Regions from separate parts of the Danio rerio genome. Here region 1 is linked to region 2. Evidence: chromatin contacts called from public HiCAR-type data. All regions are on one chromosome and are shown on one strand. The core of a region is the stretch at or near the end of the contact, and the rest is flanking DNA. Distances in the headings are between cores, read along the strand shown. Region 1 holds the start of pon2 (paraoxonase 2). Region 2 holds the start of si:dkey-56f14.7.

Region 1 (6,410 bases), core at 1,843-4,342, 61 kb after region 2:
AGGTCAGTAAACCATTCAGAATTAGAGTATCTTGTTTTTCATTTCTGTTCTCTGAAGAGATCCTATTTCAATAAATTCTTTCAAAAACTTAGACAATATTTATTCTCCTATGTAAGTGCATAATATCACTATTTAAGGTCACAGATGAGAGCTTTCTGATAAACTGTTCCAATGAGCAGTTTTTCTCTATAAGGAGCTGCCACCGAAGAAGCAATGATAACACTGCCGTCATCTGAATACACCTGAGTCACCTGGGGCTTTTCAGAGAGGATGTTCTCAATCCTGATTACCTATAAAGAAGAAGAACATGGAGATGTTATAGGTTTTTTCAGAAGTAGAGTAGACCAGATAAAATTAAAGATAAAGAACATGTTATGACTAGAGCCAGACAGAATCTGCGGATATTTTTTGCCAATTCTGCAAAAAAATTTGGAAAAAATCTGCAGATTTACGCAGAATGATTTTAGGAGTATCATAACTAATAACTTAATATCTAAAATAAATACATTTTTTACTTATATTTAATGTTTTCAATGCAAAACCAATTAGATCCACTTATTTGGTAAACAAAGCAAGTCTCTCATATAATATTTTTACTAAAAGACAAAATCTTTCTTGACAAACTGTATTGTAAATAATTCATATGAACATTTTAATATTACTATAGTTATATCGCAATAAAATTAGTAAAATTAATTTAAAAACTGAATAAATATAAATTTACACAAGTAAAGAAATAGATTCAATAATGGGCTAAAAATCTGCACATCTACGGATTTCTGTATGCGCAGATTCCATGTAAGCCTAGTTATGTCTCAGACATCATACAAGCATGCACTCTACAAATCTGATATTTTTATGCTACATAAATTCACACACCTCAGAACCAGGTGGATCATTTGGATCATGAAAAACACATTTGAGACCGTTTGGGTGACAGCCAATCCACAGATCTCCAGTCTCACGATCCACCTCAATGTTGTCACAGAGAGACCCCACATCAATTTCCTAAGAAAAATAAATATGCAGAAATAACAATAATTATTGCTGAACTTTATTATTTAACTTATCTAACTTATATAGCATGATCTACACTATTTATTGTTTTATTTGAGGTAAACAAAATATAACTATATAGGTGGAAACAATTGTGTTTACCTTTACATGAGACAATACAGTGTTTTTCTGTATTTCCAAGACAGCAATTGTGTGCTTCAGAATATGTGATACATACAAGTGTCTGAAATGAAACATTATTGTATTAATTGCATATGAAACGCATAATTGCATGACAAATGCATTGACAATCTTTTATTACTTTGTACTTTAAACAGTACAAATCTTTTTTTCTGCAACCTGCCTTTTGTCAGGGGAGATGTTTATGCCGTTGGCAGATAAGAATCCTCCTGCCACAACTTGCACAGTCTCAGGACTGTAATAAACCACATCACACCACGGCAAAGAGAGAAATGGCTCCACAATCTTCAGAATGTCATTGGTGAAGTAATGATCATTGGTGGCATAAAAGCTTTCAGTCCCCACAGCCACTATATCATTCACGCTAACAAATACACACACAATAAAAATGAACTTTAATTTCAGATTAGTTTTATGGTTACACAAATATTGTAGTTTTAAAAAGCACATACTTGTGCAGGAGCTCATGCCTAATGGTCTTTAAGTATTCAAGAGCATTTTCATTCTCCAAAAATCTGAAAATCTCCACTTGACTTTTGCCTTGAGGATGATTAACAACAAACAGGTATATTGCACCATCTGTGAAGAAAGAGAGAGGAAGAATTGACATACAATTAAGTTATATCACAATCAATCAATTTGAACATTTGCAATAACTATTTCTGTTGAGGGTAGATATAAACTTACTGTATGCATGCGTCAAGTGTAGATGCAATTCAAAAAGAAAATGTAACTTAAAACTTTAAATAATAAAGTAATTTAATATAAAGACAAACCTTTATCATCTGTGTACACACTGATTCCATGTGGATTAAAGGAGTCTTTGTCAAAGTCTCCCCTGATGTGTAGTACTTTAATTTTTTGTTCAGAGTCCAACAGGTTCAGTGTGTAGATCTTTCCTGGGTCTTCTGAGTAGGATGGTACACCAGGATACTTCAAGCCCTATGCAGAATTCATTTTCCGTCAACAGTAAAATCTACACTTGTACAGTTTGGCAATTTAACAATGTGCTTTTAGCAAAATTGATATTAAATCAAATAAGTACTTTTATGGAGACATCATCAGTGGCCCAATAAATTACAGATTAATTAATTTACATACAGTACTAAGAAAGGCCAATCCATCAAGTATGGTGATATCTTCAGCCCCAAAATCTGTTCAAACACATTAAGTGTATAACATATTATGTTCAAATGTTATATGATATAGTACAACACATGAAATATATGTTTTGCATAATACACACAGATCATCACAACATTAATTTGCAGTGTCAAATTTACACTCTAAAAATGCTGGGTGGTAATTCATAGGAGGGTCTAATATGAACAAGCCCAATTCTTCAGCTGACAGTTGTCATTTAAACTTGATTGAAAAAAATTATCCCAATGCTGGTATTTGTTTATATGTGTGTCCATATTTAGTGTATACACAAGTGGCCATTAAGAACAAAACCTTCACTGCCAATGAAACTTTACATTACATGAACCTAAAAATGTATATTATTTTACACAGCATTCGGTTTAGTTCATCAGTAAAAACAAGGAAATGAATCATGACCTCAAGTGAAGGCAATACTAACCTATGCCCTCTATAAAATTGCAGTTAGGAAGATAGTTCTGGGTTAGTTCTCTGTAGGAAAGCGCTACATGCCTGTGGAGAAGACAAAAAGGCTGAGCAAAACACTGACACGATTGTGGTCATGTGCAATAGTTATGCACAAATGAACTAATATGCATAGCCACAAATGTTGGAACAAGTCGCTATATAAATAGGACGGATGAACAAACCTTAATGAAATGAGTCTTTCTCCTATCAAAACTGCAAAAGCGACAACCGCAAGCGAGAGAAAAGCTAACGTGCCCATAACTGTCTGAAAGTCCAGCGCACAAACACCATCAGTGTTGCCATGTCCGCTCATTGTACGCTTTACTTACTTTTGAAATAACTGACAATCTACAAATATAATCCACAAGGGGCTCTTGTTTTTGAGAGTATCGTTCCAGGAATTAATCTTAACTTGGCATACATACCATACAGATATTTATCCCAAATATGTGGCAAAATAGCATAACGTCTATTGAACATAGCCCAAATCACAGCTGCCAAATATCACCATCTACTGTCCAAACTGCATATTTTAAAATTAAATCTGAAATGTTTTAATTTAATTTTAAAAACTTAAAATATACTTAATAGTAAACATCTTTGGTACGTGCAACTCATATTCAAAGTGACATGTGTGTGTGTGTGTGGGGGGGGGGGTGTATTATTAATGTATACATATTACACCAACGGAAGCATATTTATTTGTAAGTTGCAGTTCTGGAATTGTCAAATATAATAATAAAATCTATCTAGAATTATCTATAGTTATTGATGTAATTTTACTTATTTTTCTTGTTAATATCAGTAATATTAGGAGATTTGGCAACACACTGTTTCAAAGTCCACCCCCTCTAAAGTGCTTCATTTGAAGTTTTACTTTGTTAATTCACACAGTTGACCCAGTTGCATTTTCTTCATTAACATGTATTTTGGCAGTGACCCCATTCAGAGACGTGCCTCTGTGTTTTGCCTTTATCCTCTCTTAATTACGCACTTAACATGCAAACCAACCTTGAGATGTCTCCTTTCATGCAGAAGTTATGTATTAATCTTTTGTATGAATAAGTCAGAGGTCTGTGAGTTTGAAAAGGCTTCATTAGAAAAAAAAATATTGGGTTAAGAGCAAATATTTGAATGGTAACAACAGCCAATAAGATTGCTTTTTGAATTATTTTGTATTATTTTGTATTTATTTATTTTTTTTACAGACGATTAAATGAGTGCCAAGAGAATGATGTTTTATTCTAAGCATCCAATAGCTTTGATTAAGCGATATAGTGTACTATTTTGTCTCAGGTTCTTACTGTAGTAGCATCTATTGGCCAGTAGTGGGCACTGTTGCATACCTATTTTTTATAGCATTCACACGTTACACAAAACATAAAGCCTGGTTATGTTAGATCTAAATCAAATCCTTACATACAAATGGCAAAAACGATTGAATTAGCAATACAAATAAAATGTGTGTTCCTTGTGCATTAGCAGTGCTTTAAGTTTATATAACCGTGTGGTGTGTTTGGAGCAAAAAATTATAGTCGATGTAGAATATTAAACATATGTGTAATTTTGATCAGAATTCTTTAAATCTAAGTATAACAATGTTGCAAAATATCATAATTTCTAATAAGATTTTACCAGTATTTCTGCTGGGTTGGTGATCTAAATTAATGGTCTAAAACTCAATTTCTGAAGAGCAGCAGCTTTGTGTAGTTTAGCTTCAACAACCTCCAACTCACACCTGCATAATAGTATAGAAGTCTTGAACACCTTGATTATTTGGATCAGAAGTGTTTGATTAGGGTTGGACTAAAACTGCAGAGCTGTGGCCCTTAAAGAATCGAGTTTGAGACCTATATGATCTAAATAAAGGCATTATGAATGCTGAATTCCTTTAAAACCATTAATCACATTCTTCTATTATAGTACATCTCTCTGCTTTAGGGTGCAACATTTATTATCATGATGTAACTGCTCACTGCTTATTGATATACAGAACAGCATTAAATTGTAGTTGACAAATAACATGCCGGGTGACACTGTGGCACAATGGGTAGCACAATCGCCTCACAGCAAGAAGGTTGCTGGTTCGAGCCTCGGCTGGGTCAGCTGGCATTTATGTGTGTAGTTTGCATGTACTCCCTGTGTTCGCTGGTTTCCTCTGGGTGTTACGGTTTCCCCCACAAGACATGCTCTATAGGTGAATTGAGCAAGCTAAATTGTCTGTAGTGTATGTGTTTGAATGAGTGTGTGGATGTTTCCCAGTACTAGGTTGCAGCTGGAAGGGCATCAGCTGCGTAAAACATATGGTGGATAGAATGCCGATTCATTCCACTGTGGCACCCCTGAATAATAAAGGGACTAATACAACTATTGACTAATAAAGTCAAAAAGAAAATGCAATGAATGAATGAAATAACATGCCTATCATAAATTTTTAATTAGCATATTTTTGGTTAAAACCTAACTATAAAGGTTTCAGGTCATTTAACTAGTCAGCATTTCTTTAAAAATACACAGGTAAACCACAATTAATTCCTCTGGCTAGATCCTAAGAGGTGGTAAGAAGTAAAGCATGAACATTATTTGTAATATTATTATATCTCCATGATGATAATCAACAGCACATTTTAATTGTGACGTATTTCAACTATCCTGTATTTTTAAATCCTTGTATCCTTGTTTTTTTATCCTTGTAACATACTTTCTTGGTGCCATGTAGTTCTTCATTTAAAATGAACAGATTTCAATACATGTACAACATTTTTAAAAATTAATAAAATACTACATCAGGGCTAATATAAAGGATCTAAAGTCATTCATTCATTCATTCATTCATTCATTCATTCATTCATTCATGCATTCATTCATTCATTCATTCATTCATCCATTCATTCATTTTCTTTTCAGCTTAGTCCCTTTATTAATCTAGGGTCTCCACAGTGGAATGAACCGCCGGATCTAAATTCAAAATATGCAATTAAACATGAAAAATAATACTTTTGCAGCAAATCAAAATGCTTTTATGTCAGTTACATTAAAGCAATCCAGTATAATTAATTTACAATGTCTTATCTGTTGCAAGATACTAAAATAATAGTGATATATATGAATAAAAAAATTATACTGATATACTTAATCTCAAAATGGCAGCTTTAACCCTGTTTTTATACTATAATTTACGACAACCCCAGTATTTTCAAACTAATTAAAGTGTCATTCATAGTCACTTTAAAGTAAAAGTGTCAACATCAAGAAGTGTCAAAGCAAAGATCATGATTCCATAATTCACTTCAAAAGCAAAAATAAACAAAAAAAAAAACTCCTACGAATCACAAGCTACAGATCTACTGTTAATTACCATGATTTACAGAGTACTAAAATGTGTCATTCTGTGGTGTCAATTGTTTTTTTGTAAAATACCTTTAAGTAAACTGTGTTTGTGTTTGACAATGGCAAGCTGCAAGAGCATATTTCACATTGAAAGCACATCAACACACCCTTTGCAAAGACTGTGGCATTTTACCTGTGATTCACTAACATTTTTCTCTGCATATTTTTCTCTTCATTGCACTGATGTATGCACTTGGGAGTGAACGAACCATGGC
Region 2 (6,097 bases), core at 3,378-5,877:
AATATAATAAACATTATTGGGCACTAATTTATAGTATTTTGTAATACTAGATAATATAAAAGACATGTTAATAATTGAAAGCTTTTATGACAGATTTAATATAAATAAATAAATAATAAAAATAATGACACAAAAATGCAAATCCTGTTTGTGCTTGTTAATAAGTGTTAAAGCAAACAAAATATGTGCAAACAATCTACTGAGCACAGCAGAAAAACAGCTGACAGCGTTCAAGATTTCTTTCTTTGCACCATACTTCTAATTGTAAACAGGACAGATCAAGTAGAGACAATAAACTGATCAAATAAACTACATTTGGGAAACTCTACTGTAGATATTAAATTCTTACTGACATGCTTTACAAAAGTCTATCTCAGTCCTGGGGGAATGTTTTCCATCTATTTTGGAAAAACAGAAGGGGAAACGCAAATCTTCCCAGATGTTTCCTGAGCAGGGTGACGCACTTTGGCCTCCAAAGCCCTTTTTAATACAACACACTATGGGAAACATCAAAACGCAGCTGAACACCCATAATACAATGACTCACTGCTCACAATACATTGAAAAACAAATGCCACTATGCGTAATAACGGCTGTATTCTACATATTCTACATACCCCACCCCCCCACCCCCCCATTTCAGCTTTATGAAGTCAACCAAGAGATTTCCTTAATCCATATAAGTATGTGTAGCAGCTATGGTCCATCTATACTCACCATAATGAAATGGCTTGTCTGACTCTGGTGGGAGAAAAAAAATGAAATGTCTAGAGTCAGAGCTTAGCAAAGCTGAAAAGGAATTTAGATACTGATAGCAATACAAAACGGTAAGAGAATTTAATATGATAATGACAACACTCGAGTCCCGAAACATAAAGAGAAATCCATGTAATATTCTACAGTATATCCACAAGCCATTTCTCAAATCCTATACACCAACTGAGACTGCATGGAATGTAGCATAAGAGGATAAAAGCTTTCTGACTTGTGACTCCATAAACAGTTTTTCACAACCGCTGTAAACTAAAAGCTTATTTACACAGTATTTAAACCTCCGATAGAATGGCTAAAATGTTAATAAGCCAATAAGACATTCAGTTAATGCAAAACTGGTTGCACGCTTAGATACTTACCATGAATCTCATCCATTTTGGAGGCTAAATTGGAGAGAAAAAAGGCAAAAATGTTAAATTTATATACAAAATCAAAATTCAGATTCTTTTCTAAGCCTTTTCATAAAATCTATGAAAAGTGCAATTTCATTAAATTAAAAATCCAACCTTGTGTTTGTAATACTACATCAACTATGTAAACAATCAGCTAAATGTTCAGTGCACTATGATGTTAAAAGTGACTATGGGTGCACAAACTATGCTTAAAGAGTGAGTGTTTGGACAGACACAAATACAGCCATTAAAACACTCTAAAATGAGAGCAAACTCTTTAAAAAAGCATGTGCACAAGCAAGGAAGGAACAAATAATTCTCACACAGTAGCAGTTTCATGCGAGTACTTTTCCCCCAATTTCTGTTTAATGGAGAGAAGATTTTCCTCAACACATTTCTAAACATAATAGTTTTATTAACTAATTTCTAATAACTGATTTATTTTATCTTTGCCATGATGACAGTGAATAACATTTTGTTAGATATTTTTCAAGACACTTCTATACAGCTTAGTGACATCTAAAGGCTTAACTAGGCTAATTAGGTTAACAAGGCAGGTTAAGGTAATTAGGCAATTTATTGTATATCGATGTTTTGTTCTGTAGACTATTGAAAAAAATATATAGGTTAAAGATAGCCCATGATAAAACAATCAGTTCAATTTCACTATTGTTCAATATTAAAGAAATACAACCTGCTTAGTTGGGGAAATTTAATTAAATATGTACATATTTGTTTAATGTTTGAGACCTTACATAACTGGACTTCACCACTAAATCAGTTTGTGAAAGTTGGAACGAATGCTCACCGAACTACTAGAGGTGGTGAAAGAGGGGATTGTATTATTCCTCTAAAAAAAGGTAAATTCAATCAGACTGTATTTTCAGTGAAAGTTGCTAGGGAATGGAAATCCATTCCACCAACAATTAGGAGATCACTTACTCTTTGTTTTTTTTTCAGTTTCTGGTTAAAAATTGAAAAAAAAAATATAATAATAAAATAAAAATAAATAAAATTATTTGTACTTTTGTCATTGACTTTTTTGTCCCCTTCTGCTCTTATCAATCTGTTTTTGTTTTTTGCTTTTTTATTTTATTTTATATATGGTAGCGTAGTCTATGTTATTATGCTGTGCTTCTATTTTAGATGCGACTTTTTTACATTCTGTTAGGGGTCTGCAAATGAAAAATAGCCTTTCTTGGCTAAATCTGGCACATTTTACAGTAATGTTTATTAATGTGCACTGACCCTTTAAACAAATACACATAAACTAAAGGGGATAATAATGTTAACCTTAAAATGTTTTTTTTTTTTTTGAAGCTGCTTTTATTCTAGCCAAAATAAAAAATAAGACTTTCTCCAGAAGATAAAATATTATCAGACATACTGTGAAAATTTCCTTGCTCTATAAAACATAATTTGGGAAATATAAGGAAGAAAAAAAAGTTTCAAAGGGGGGCTAATAATTCTGACTTCAACTGTATATACTATTTTTCAACTTATTATATTCAATGTATTTGTATGGTGCTTTTACAATAATTATTGCTTTAAAGCAGCTTTACATAAGGTGCATATAAGAAATAAGATGTATAAGAAATCTATTTTAAGAACTCCTCTGTTTTTTATATTTAATATAAGACATTTACCCTTTTTGTCACATATTTCTTAGTGTAAAGACAACAGACCTAGATGTTTTTAAAGAGTCTTTTCAGAGGAGCTGCTCTCTGTAAACAAGAATGTTGAAGGCATCGCTCCAAATCTCCAATTAAACATTATGAATGGTCTGACTGTAAGACTTTGGTTATCCGTAATGATCTCTCACTCCCTCTCTCTCTCTCTCTCTGTTCCTTTCAAAAAAACAATGGACAAAGCACTGATGCAAACACTTTCACATTCCGGTGAGCAAAAAAACAATATTTATTGCTGCATGTTATGTGTGCTGGATTTACACAAGTTCACACTGGTCAGTCCAAGTCCTGTGCTTAAATTGTGCATTTAAATGTTTGTCTTGGCAACAACACAGGCTTGGAGTCTGAGAATGCAGTAGTTCTTGCAAAAATCCAAAGGAAAGTTGGATTTTTAGTGCTGCATTTTTTTAAAAGTGGACAAATCTTATTGCAAAACAAACACTCCAATAGTTGCTAAATTATTATCAGGTCGATCAATCCTAAAGTCTCTTTCTGTCAAAACTTGCTACAGACAGTGTAGCAGAACTGCATGTACCGAAGTGTAGATACAACATGAGCTGCGCTGGCACACATGTAAAACTCTCAAGCCTCGTGGTGTGAGAGTACGGTTACTTCATGAGCTTTTCAGAAAAACCCTTCAGGGAAAGGTGTAATCACTGGCAGAAACAAGACACGGTGTGACCGTTTAACAAAGGATGCCATAAACACAAAATGCCAAAACTGCACAAACGGCTCCAGTAACAGAAAAAAACATGGTCTAGTCAAGTTATTAAACATAAACAGACAAGTTCTATTAATGAAAACAAACACTATGCAAATCAACATCAGACAGTAACACAGAAAACTTGAAATTCAGCTTTTTTTATCACTCACATCACAAAAACTCTAACTTTCTACACACTTACCTGGCATTACCCTGCCAAAAGCTGATCCTGCATACAGTACATGCACACATTTAATTACTCTAAAGAAGAGTCAGTGTGGACAGTCTGTTTTATATGTTATTGTCTACAGACATTATTTAACAAAACTATTAGGAGGATTTCGACTTGACATAAAAACATTATATTTCTCGAAGCAGCATAGAAAATGTTTCTTTAAGGCAATTCAAAGAAACCAGTAGAGCAAATCGAGAACAAAAGCAATAGCACTCACCCAAAGCTGGAGTGAAGAAGGACAAAAGCGCTGCAGCAACACAAAGTTCCATCTTGTCTGAAAACAAAACAAGCAAGTGAGAGACACTGGGCTGTCTTGAGTCTATGCTACATTTTACACACATACTTGAGTTCTTGTGGGAAGCGTTATAATCCTGACTAAAGAAGTCTCACTTCCCTCATAATACTCGAAAATGAAGTTTCTTTTCAACTATGAATTGAAGCACTGGTTCTGGCATTTGTTGATGCCTTTGCTTTTGGATATAATGTGTTTCCAGTTGTACTGTTCAATCCATCGGAACTTAGAAAGATGGTTTAGGGTGGGTATCTTAACTTGGAAGCTTAAGAGAAACACACACAAAAGGTTTTAAATTGTGTTTTGCTAATCAATGCTGAGCACTTAACTATAGGTTTGTATTGAGTGCATTAACACGATTATATTCTTATCATTTCAACAGTTATTAGTTTCATCAGGATTTCCTCTAACACAAATTAAAATTCTCTTTCAATGAGAAGCATGTATAAAGCCTGTAATGATTAACATTGTAAACATGAGGTGGGAAAAAACTGGTATGTTTGTGCATTGTCTTTTTATGGTCGCATTTTGTGACCTCACTTCCTGTTTTTAGTTCTTTTAGACATCTTTATTCAGTGGTGCATTCATATTTCAGGTCATTTTAATCAAATCAAACTTGCAAAATGTGTGAACGCTTTTAAATTTACCATGAGGTACAGATGAACTGCACAAAAAGGATCTCTTTCAGTACCTCAGCATGTTTCTGTCTACGGGTGCTAAGAATGGCGAAACGGCTCTATTTTTGGAGGTCCACCTCAAAACGGTGGGATAAGGAGCCCCTGGGACATGGTTGTGGGGTGTGGCATTTCCAACTGATATTCGGTAAGTGGCTTACGTAAGTGAGCATTTTAGCTGTAACTCTAAACACATACCAGAAAACAAACTCAAAAAAAAAATCACAGCAGCAAATGACTGATTCGAGTGAAGTACAATTTAGATTAAACCCAATCCAGTGTGCACAGAGAAACCCCAGTACAAGAGCAAACTAGTGCACAGATGTGTGACTTATGCATTACCACACATGATAAATATTGAGGAGGAGGAGCCCATATGCTCTACAATTGTGGCACCAAGACACAGAAAACCCCCTCCCCCAAAATAACCCACTTTCGTGGGTTTTCGCTGAATCGCATGATGGTTGCAGAAAAGCTTTTTTTTTCATTTAACACAACTAATCCTGTACTCCAGTAACCCTTCTAACGAGAACGCGATTAAAAACGTGAAACTGGCTCTGCAAAACAACGCTCAAGGAGCAGTAATGTGATATCTCCTACATGTCACGTGCTCCGGCTGTCGATATAATCAAAATTCTTGTGAATGCTCAACAAAGAAATGGGAATCAACCAATTAAACAAACACTTAAAGCTGCAGGAATACAAGCAGCTGAATTTATTAATCACCTGAATTTGTTCAGATCGATTAGAACAGATCTCACAAACAGAAACCATTTAAAAAGAGCCATGTGGTAGTTTTGCAAAAAATAAAAAAATAAATCTTGCGCCAAGTAATCACTCATTTAACTTTAGGACAAATGCAAAGCGCATGAAAAGTCTTACCAGCTTGTTGATCCAGACAAAAAATCCCTCGGGCAATCTTTTGACGACACTTTCTGCAAATTTCTATAGAATGAAATGGAAAAAATCTTCTTGTATGAGTTTTAAAAGATCTATTCTGTAAACCGTGAGCTGACTGTAAATAATTATACGTGTGGTGTCATGACCACAACTATGATTAGTGATGTTCGAACGCGCGCCCGTGTAGAGGAGCGAGACTCCGCCTTTCCCGGTTTATCATCGCTACACGGCAGACCTCTGACCCATAGGTGGAGGCAGGCAAGGAATAGACCTTTAAAGGCATTTCTATAGGATTTATTCAGGGCGCAATCTCGTTTGTTTTGTTCATCAGTCAACAGAGACGCCTATATGATGCGCGAGCTTTGTTCTGGGCTATTGATTGAGAGCGTTCGTCAGAGATACTATACTTATAGACATTCCACATTAGAGATGCTCTACA

Evidence for each region. HiCAR-type assays count read pairs that join an accessible place to other places.
Region 1: a HiCAR-type map of caudal fin shows a contact between it and region 2, with 4 times the contacts expected there. The contact joins the promoter of pon2 here to the promoter of si:dkey-56f14.7 in region 2. A contact is called at or near these places in 2 of 18 Hi-C or Micro-C datasets (embryo and an unstated tissue) and 2 of 4 datasets of contacts at active chromatin or transcription factors (caudal fin and embryo).

The regions. Positions count from the first base shown.
Region 1 is chr16:25,963,807-25,970,216 of GRCz12tu, forward strand. It overlaps pon2 (paraoxonase 2), which reads right to left and starts at 3,093. Exons shown (of 9, transcript NM_212734.1): 1 at 2,988-3,093; 2 at 2,780-2,850; 3 at 2,299-2,351; 4 at 1,974-2,139; 5 at 1,650-1,776; 6 at 1,361-1,561; 7 at 1,159-1,240; 8 at 880-1,008; 9 at 76-290. The coding sequence starts at 3,064. The coding sequence ends at 129.
Region 2 is chr16:25,900,924-25,907,020 of GRCz12tu, forward strand. si:dkey-56f14.7 reads left to right here and starts at 4,628. Exons shown (of 10, transcript XM_073925412.1): 1 at 4,628-4,906. fxyd6l (FXYD domain containing ion transport regulator 6 like) reads right to left here. Exons shown (of 9, transcript NM_001201419.1): 2 at 4,010-4,066; 3 at 1,134-1,157; 4 at 718-741.